2 separate regions of the Pan troglodytes genome follow, and region 1 is linked to region 2. The links are chromatin contacts, called in public HiChIP or PLAC-seq maps. All regions are on one chromosome and are shown on one strand. The core of a region is the stretch at or near the end of the contact, and the rest is flanking DNA. Distances in the headings are between cores, read along the strand shown. Region 1 holds the start of PGK1 (phosphoglycerate kinase 1). Region 2 holds the start of ATP7A (ATPase copper transporting alpha).

Region 1 (3,930 bases), core at 533-3,032, 190 kb after region 2:
CTCTCACCTTGTGGAGTATACTTTTGAAACCGCCTTTGCAAAAATCATAACTGAGGAAATTATGACAGTGAAAGAGATCAGACCTAACCTACCCTATCTTCCTTCTAACTTCTAAAATGTCTTTGTTCATTCCTGGGTATAGGCCAAACTAGCCTTGGGAAAGAATTTATAGTGTAAACTCTGAGACAAAATTGATAACAGCCCTTTCCCCTTCTTGCTGGGACCAGTCTGCCTTTCTTTGTAGGTGTAACAAATTAGCTACAAGATTATAAATTACAGTTTAGGGGCCATGCAGCCTCCGGCTGCAAGAATCTGAACCTCCCCAAATTGCTTCTGGGAATAACATCACCATTGCAAATCCTAAGATCAGGGCTTGAGATATTTTGCAGACCCTGCATTCTCATGCAGCAGAGGACACCACCCAGACTGATAATCTGGCTCAACTAGCTCCACGATCCCACCCAGGAAGAACTCGCAAGAACTCACTTCGACCCCGTGATTTAATCTTCATCCCGACCAACTAGCACTCCCCACTTTCCGAACCCATACCTGCCAAATTATCCTTAAAAACTCTGATTCCAGAATGCTCAGGGAGACTGATTTGAGTGATAATGAAACTGGTCTCCCGCACAGCGATCAGCGTGAATTATTCTTTCGCCATTGCAATTCCCGTCTTCATAAATCAGCTCTGTCTAGGCAGCGGACAAGGTGAACCCATTGGGCGGTTACACTTTCGTTTTCAATACATCTCTGCTTTTATTGCTTCATTCTTTCTTTGCTTGGTGCATTTCGTCCAGTTCTTAGTTCAAGACGCTAAGAACTTGGACACCCTCCACGGGTAACGGGACTACAGGTGCCCGCCACCACGTCTAGCTAATTTTTTGTATTTTTAGTAGAGATGGGGTTTTGCTATGTTGCTCAGGCTGGTCTCGAACCACCGGGCTCAAGCAATCTGCCGGCCTTGGCCTCCCAAAGTGCCGGGATTAAAGGCGTGAGCCACCGCGCCTGGCCCACTAAACTTCTCTGTGCATCAGTTATTTCATTTGCCTAATGAGGATAATAGTAGTCACTACTGCGTTTTGTGAGCGTTGGTTAATATATGAAAAATGCCATGTGTTTGCCATTAGCATCAATCATGCCATAACCAGAAAAATTACATTGCATTTTTTATTTTAAAAAAGGTGGGGGCCAGAGTGGACCTGGGCCTTTTCCAACTTCTGAGAGGTCTCTATTACTAAGTAAGCCTTAAGAAGCAGAATTCCATGAAGGGAGCTAGGAAACCAGGATTTTCCAAAAGGAGGTGGCATTTGCATTGATCCTGGTAGGGCAGCCTCGAATTCCACGGGGTTGGGGTTGCGCCTTTTCCAAGGCAGCCCTGGGTTTGCGCAGGGATGCGGCTGCTCTGGGCGTGGTTCCGGGAAACGCAGCGGCGCCGACCTTGGGTCTCGCACATTCTTCACGTCCGTTCGCAGCGTCACCCGGATCTTCGCCGCTACCCTTGTGGGCCCCCCGGCGACGCTTCCTGCTCCGCCCCTAAGTCGGGAAGGTTCCTTGCGGTTCGCGGCGTGCCGGACGTGACAAACGGAAGCCGCACGTCTCACTAGTACCCTCGCAGACGGACAGCGCCAAGGAGCAATGGCAGCGCGCCGACCGCGATGGGCTGTGGCCAATAGCGGCTGCTCAGCAGGGCGCGCCGGGAGCAGCGGCCGGGAAGGGGCGGTGCGGGAGGCGGGGTGTGGGGCGGTAGTGTGGCCCCTGTTCCTGCCCGCGCGGTGTTCGGCATTCTGCAAGCCTCCGGAGCGGACGTCAGCAGTCGGCTCCCTCGTTGACCGAATCACCGACCTCTCTCCCCAGCTGTATTTCCAAAATGTCGCTTTCTAACAAGCTGACGCTGGACAAGCTGGACGTTAAAGGGAAGCGGGTCGTTATGAGGTAATTCTGCACGTTTGCCCGCGTGCTCTCTGTGCTCTGTCGCAAACCTCTGGCCGGAACCGACTTGTTCTCTCGTCTGCTCTAAGTTGCTTTTAGCTTTTGGCTGGGCCCCAGGGGTCCTAGGCTTGGAGGGCGAGGCTGCTCACGGGTTTGGTGGTTTCTAGCCGCATTTTCCCCAGCCCAGAAAGCAGCCGAAGTCACCCTTCGGGGATGGATCCCACTGAGGAAGGGCTGAGATTGCCGCTGGGACCCATTTTGTCCTTTTTCCTATTGGTGAAATGCAGTTCCGTTGCCTCCAGCTCCCAGTCGGCGAGATGGGACTTAATGCTTATCCTGCAAATCTCTAGGCTTCAAGGAAGGGACCTTGAAAGGTCATTTTACTTTCCCTTCCCCCACGCTCCTAGACCGTCGCAGCCAAATGAGAAGCGGCCCACATCTCACAGGTTCCTGCACAAAAGGATATTTTTCCAAGAGGATGTTGATTTAACTGTTCAGGAGTAGACCCCCCCGCCCCCCGCCACTAAAGAATTGGGGTGGGAGGGTAGGGCGGGGCGCACTGGAGGAGGCCCTGCAGAGCTTACGTAACAGGCGTCTGCTGCCCTGCAGCGCGGTATCGTTGGACTCTTGGGCACAGGATTTGCATCAGGATTGTGACATACTAGGTAATGGTAGAGCAGGGTGTGGCTGCTCATACTTGCTGGCCTCCAATCTCATCCCCACGTGTGGCTAGAAAAGTAGAATTTTAAAATTGGGGGAAGTTTCCTCGTGCACTTTGGGTCTCTTACTCTGCGCATGTGGATCTCTAGTCACTTGCCAACACGGCTTCTCTCATCTGCCAGAATTGTTGGTAGAGTGGGGAGCTTTTACATTTATCCTTTTTGTCACGTGTGGTATATTTGTGCATACCAGGAGCAAGGTGCAGGAGGATGAGTCGGTATGTAACTGATGGACTTGACTGTTTATATACCTTAACAGGATCCAAGAGTGGTGTTTTTGAGGGGTCATAAAGGTTTCTGTTGATAGCATTTTGCAACCTTGACCTTTTAGGGAAGTGGTTGATTGATGGGTACGTATTTGGCTGGTGTAATCTAGCCCCTTTTCCAATTTGGGCTGGTTCAAATGAGGGTTTGTGTTGGATATTAACAGACACGTAAGTCAGTAGGAGATCTCCCTTTACTCTAACTTTAAACATATGAGGACACGTTTGAGTTAGGGAACTGTATGGGTACCCTAAAAGGACATGTAGCTCTCCTCTTCTCTCTAATTTCACTTTGGTCAATATTTTTGCAGGTAACCGCTGCCCTGCTATGGAGATAGAAGAACCCAATAATTTATGTCCATGAAAAATACCTGGTTTCCACATTTCCCCAAATGACATAGGCCTTTGTAATCTGGACAAAGTAGGAGTCATAGCCATGTTAGTACTAGAGGAGTGCCCTTTCTGGCCCTCATACAATCCTAAAAAAAGGGGATAGACCCTGTAAAAAACAGGACAGGTGGACATTGGCATGCAACTAGCTTTTAGGTTTTAATTAGTTCCTTGCATCTCCCCTGTGTTCGAGGCTGATTCTTCCAGATGCATGGACCAACTAAAAGACAAGGAGTGGGACATTATGCTGATAACCTTCCTATAATTGCAGTCTTGGGCTTTATTTCTTCTCTCTCTAGGGAAACTGGCTTGAGGAAGCTAGCTGGGGGCGGGATTGGAGGAGCTGCTTAACTTTTCTCCCTCTGGACCTAATAAAGTTTCATTTAGCACACACTAACCCAAAGCCTTGAAGTGATTGGCTAGTCCTGTTTTGCTGATGGAAAATGACCTGTTCAGGGTTACTGAACTACCAAGTTGGTGGCAGAGCTAGGAGTAGAATTTAGGTCTCCTTGGCTATCAACTAGATCCTCTGAATATTCGAGACAATGACCAAGGATACGTTGAAATAGAACTTTCTCCCGTAACCTGGATACCTTCTACTTATTTAGGCTGAGGACAGGAAGTTACAT
Region 2 (4,018 bases), core at 1,126-3,625:
TCGAACTCCTGACCTCAGGCGATCCACCTGCCTCGGCCTCCCAAAGTGCTGGGATTACAGTCGTGAGCCACGGTGCCCAACCTCATAAATCCCATTCTTAATTTCACTCTAGGACAGAATTATTGTAGCACCTGTGTTCTGTTATTTTAGATTCATTTTAACTTACCTAGACACGGGTACTGTGGTAGTTGTAGAGGTACAGATGTTGAGTTCCCATCCTCCTGGCTTAATGTCACTGGGGTTATTAATACACTTCGTAAGCATTTTAGGGACACCTGCTGTCTGCTCAACCCCCAGCAAACCTGATTATTTCTTGAAGACATTCCCTTCTATGCTTGTGCATTGGTAAGGAGGATTAGGGATGATGCATTTAAAGACAAGAGTTTTAGGCTGGGCCTGGTGGCTCATATCTGTAATCCCAGCACTTTGGGCAGCTGAGGTGGGAGGATCATTTGAGGCCAAGAGTTCGAGACCAGCCTGGGCAACAAAGGGAGACTCCCATCTCCACACACACAAAAAATAAAAATTAGCCAGGTGTGGTGGTGTGTGCCCATAGATCCAACTACTTGGGAGGCTGAGGTGCAAGGATCGCTTTAGCCCCGGAGTTTAAGGTTACGAGGACCTATGATCACACTTCTGCACTCCAGCCTGGGTGACAGCAAGACTCTCAAAACCAAACAACAACAACAAAATATATATATAGCTCTCTAGGTTTTTATGTTAAATATTAGAGTGCCTAAGAATGTACATGGTTGGCAGAGGATCTTGCAGCTCATAGTGATAAACTTTAATATTTACATAAAAATACTAGATAGCTAGTAGATTCAATGTTCTGCTTCTGAAAAAGATATATTTTTGGTTTTGCCTTTTAGTGAATTTCTTTTGGATGCTTAACACAATGTTAATATAGTTACAAACCAACTTGCTAATATTTGGAAACCCACTTAAAAGCTATCTTCATTTCATATGATGTGATTTTTAAGTTTAAATTTGGGGCTGAGTTTGTATCTTAATAATTAAGGCTGCACACATTGACAACTACAAAATAATGCCTGGGAAGATGAGTCCTGAGGCTAATTTTATATTTATGTGGATGAGTGTGGAGGGGGAGAATAATTCTGAAATACTTAATCACAGACCTAAAATGTAGATCTATGGGTAATTTTAAATGTTGCCTGTCAAGGCTTAATAGGGACTTGACAACAGCTAGGATGGAAATTATTTCAACACTTAAATATGCTTACTTTGTGCCGGACGCTGTTCTAAGTCTTTTACAAATATTTACTTGATATTTGTATTTTGTGTACTATTTTGATTTCTGCAACATTATTAGGCTTCATACTCTTCTGTGGGAACTGGGTTCAAATGGTTCCAGATGAAAATACAAATAGTCCTGTGATTAGTTTTGTTCTACATCTTATGACAGATACTTCATGAAAGGAAATATGAAAAGGCCACATCTTGCTTTGAAATAAGTGAGATGGAGCCTCTCCCTCTTTTTACTGTTAATGTTCATAGTTTTAAAAATCCTAGAATTTTGCTGCTTTTCAAAATGTTAAATTGGAAAGCAAGAATAAAATGACCCTTTTTTCAAATGTTTTCTGTACCATTTATTGCATTGTTTACATTTTATGCATCTCATTTCTAAATGAACTCATGGTAACAGAGACTGTAACACTTTTGCATCACCGGAATCTTCTAGGTGTGTAAAATGATGGACGAGTGAATGAATAAATGGGGGAGTGGTTCAGAGCTTGGAATGGCGCTATGAAGGTGGTGAAGTGACGTCCCTACCCCCTCAACACACATATAAAAATTATGAATTTATAAACATTTTCCTCTTGATGTAATTTTTCAATGGAGGGAAGAGGATAAATTCATAGTTCTGGCACTTACATCTGGAATTAGGCTACACAGTCTACGGGAAGCAAGTTAACACAGTCTAACAGATGCACGTGAATTTCATGCTGGGCGAAGATGAACTATGTGGAAGATGACTTACAAGGAGCTTTTATGTTACATCTTGGCAGTTAACACAGTCTAACAGATGCACGTGAATTTCATGCTGGGCAAAGATGAACTATGTGGAAGATGACTTATAAGGATCTTTTATGTTACATCTTGGCCTGAAGTTAGGAAACTAAAGATGACAAAGGCACTGTTTTAGTATGGGTTTTCTGGTTTCGTTTTTGTCGTGGGGGCGGGGTGGGATAGTGGACTCGTACCCTAACAAAGACCCACCCGAGGCTGCGTGTCGGCCCGGGGGCAGCAGGGGGCAGGAGAAGCTGGCTGTAGACCACGCGTTCCTTTTCACGTGACCAGTCGCTCTCTTTCCCGTGGCGGCCCTGCTTCCGGCAGGGGCATCACCCGGAAGTGGGGGTAGTCGAGGGAGGGAGGGGTAAAGGCGGCTGGCCGCCGCGGCAGGCCGCCGCGGCAGGGGGTGGGAAAAGAGAAGCAGAGGGAGGAGTTGTTGCTGCCGCCGCCGCAGCCGCAGCTACTGTGACTTCTCCGATTGTGTGAGCTTTGTTGGAGCCTGCGTACGTGGATTTATCGCTGCCACGGTCTGCGTAGCTCCAGAGGTTTAACCATAGGATAGAGAAACCAGGTAAGTCCTACATTGGCTTCCCGTCGTCCTTTCTCCTGGAGGGGGTCTTCTGTGCTGTCAGTTTGTACTACGAGTGTGGTGAGAAGGTCATGTTAGTCTGGGGCAGTCTCGAAAGTCTCACTTATTCACAATTCAGGTATTAACTACATTTATGTTTTACCTCCCCTAACAGGGGATAGAGGAGGGGAAATTAAATCCTGACCTGTGTCACTTTCTTGTACCCTCTTGGAGAGAGTGTCCTGATCATCCATGGCCTACGTTACCCAATTAATTGAGGGTACAAGAAAGTTTGTGTTTGGCATTGAAAGTCACATGGACTGGGGTCTTTGCTTAGTGACACCTCTTTATACTTTGGAAGCTAAGGTTACTAAAATGACCATAATTGATGAAATAATAATTGAAAAATAGATATTTGGCTTCTTGTCTTGCTCTGGGAGCGTAAGGTAAACTGAGAGAACTCTTGTTTCCACTTAGTTTTGTTCATTGTGCCCCCTTTCCAGTAAAGTTACTGTCCATTGTCCGACCCTGTGGCATCTTATCTTTGACACTTTTCTTCGTTGTAGACGTTGAGATTATCTTAAGCACAAACACTTATGTTTCACAATTCAGCGTTTGTCCAGGATCTGATCTTTATTTTAATCATAGACTCTTTATCTACAATAGTATGGCTTTGTATTGAGAATATGTGCAGAACATTGAATTAGATGATACTGAGGTTATTAATTTTTTTTTTTTTTTGCCGGGTGCGGGGCGGGGAGCAGGGAGGGGGTGATGCACAAGAAATAAGACAGAGTTCCTGGCCTCAAAAGAGTTTACTTACAGTAGGCTGGGCGCGGTGTCTGACACGCCTGTAATACCAACACTTTGGGAGGCCGAGGAGGGTGGATCACCTGAGGTCAGGAGATCGAGACCAGCCTGGCCATCATGGCGAAACCCTGTCTTTACTAAAAATACAAAAATTAGCTGGGCGTGGTGGCGGGCGCCTGTAATCGCAGTTACTCGGGAGACTGAGGCAGGAGGATCGCTTGAACCTGGGAGGCGGACGTTGCAGTGAGCCGAGATCGTGCCACTGCACTCCAGCCTGGGCTACAAGAGCGAAACTGTCTCCAAAAAAGAAGAAGAAAAAAAAATAAACAGTTTACATACAATTGAGTCCGAATTGAGTCAGTTGAATTCAGCTATGAAGACAATGGTTTCTAGCAGCCCCACTGACTGAATTACTAGGTTGCTTATCACATCCTTTTCAATGGTTATTTTTGAACTGGCATTTTATTATATTTAACATTTTCTGGTGTCTAAGGTCATGACATGAGAGAGTTTTTTTTTGTACTTGAGGGTCTCAATGTAGTAGGAAAGAAAGATACACGATTACCTAAACATTTAAAAAATCTCACTAATGTCATATATTAGAAA

Evidence for each region. HiChIP or PLAC-seq counts read pairs in DNA pulled down with a chosen protein or histone mark.
Region 1: an H3K4me3 HiChIP or PLAC-seq map of stem cell-derived excitatory neurons shows a contact between it and region 2, with 3 times the contacts expected there. The contact joins the promoter of PGK1 here to the promoter of ATP7A in region 2. A contact is called at or near these places in 2 of 7 Hi-C or Micro-C datasets (induced pluripotent stem cells and stem cell-derived neural progenitor cells) and 1 of 1 datasets of contacts at active chromatin or transcription factors (stem cell-derived excitatory neurons).

What each region holds. Positions count from the first base shown.
Region 1 is chrX:75,883,871-75,887,800 of NHGRI_mPanTro3-v2.0_pri, forward strand. It overlaps PGK1 (phosphoglycerate kinase 1), which reads left to right and starts at 1,783. Exons shown (of 11, transcript NM_001135738.1): 1 at 1,783-1,932. The coding sequence starts at 1,868.
Region 2 is chrX:75,690,801-75,694,818 of NHGRI_mPanTro3-v2.0_pri, forward strand. It overlaps ATP7A (ATPase copper transporting alpha), which reads left to right and starts at 2,376. Exons shown (of 24, transcript XM_016943572.4): 1 at 2,376-2,605.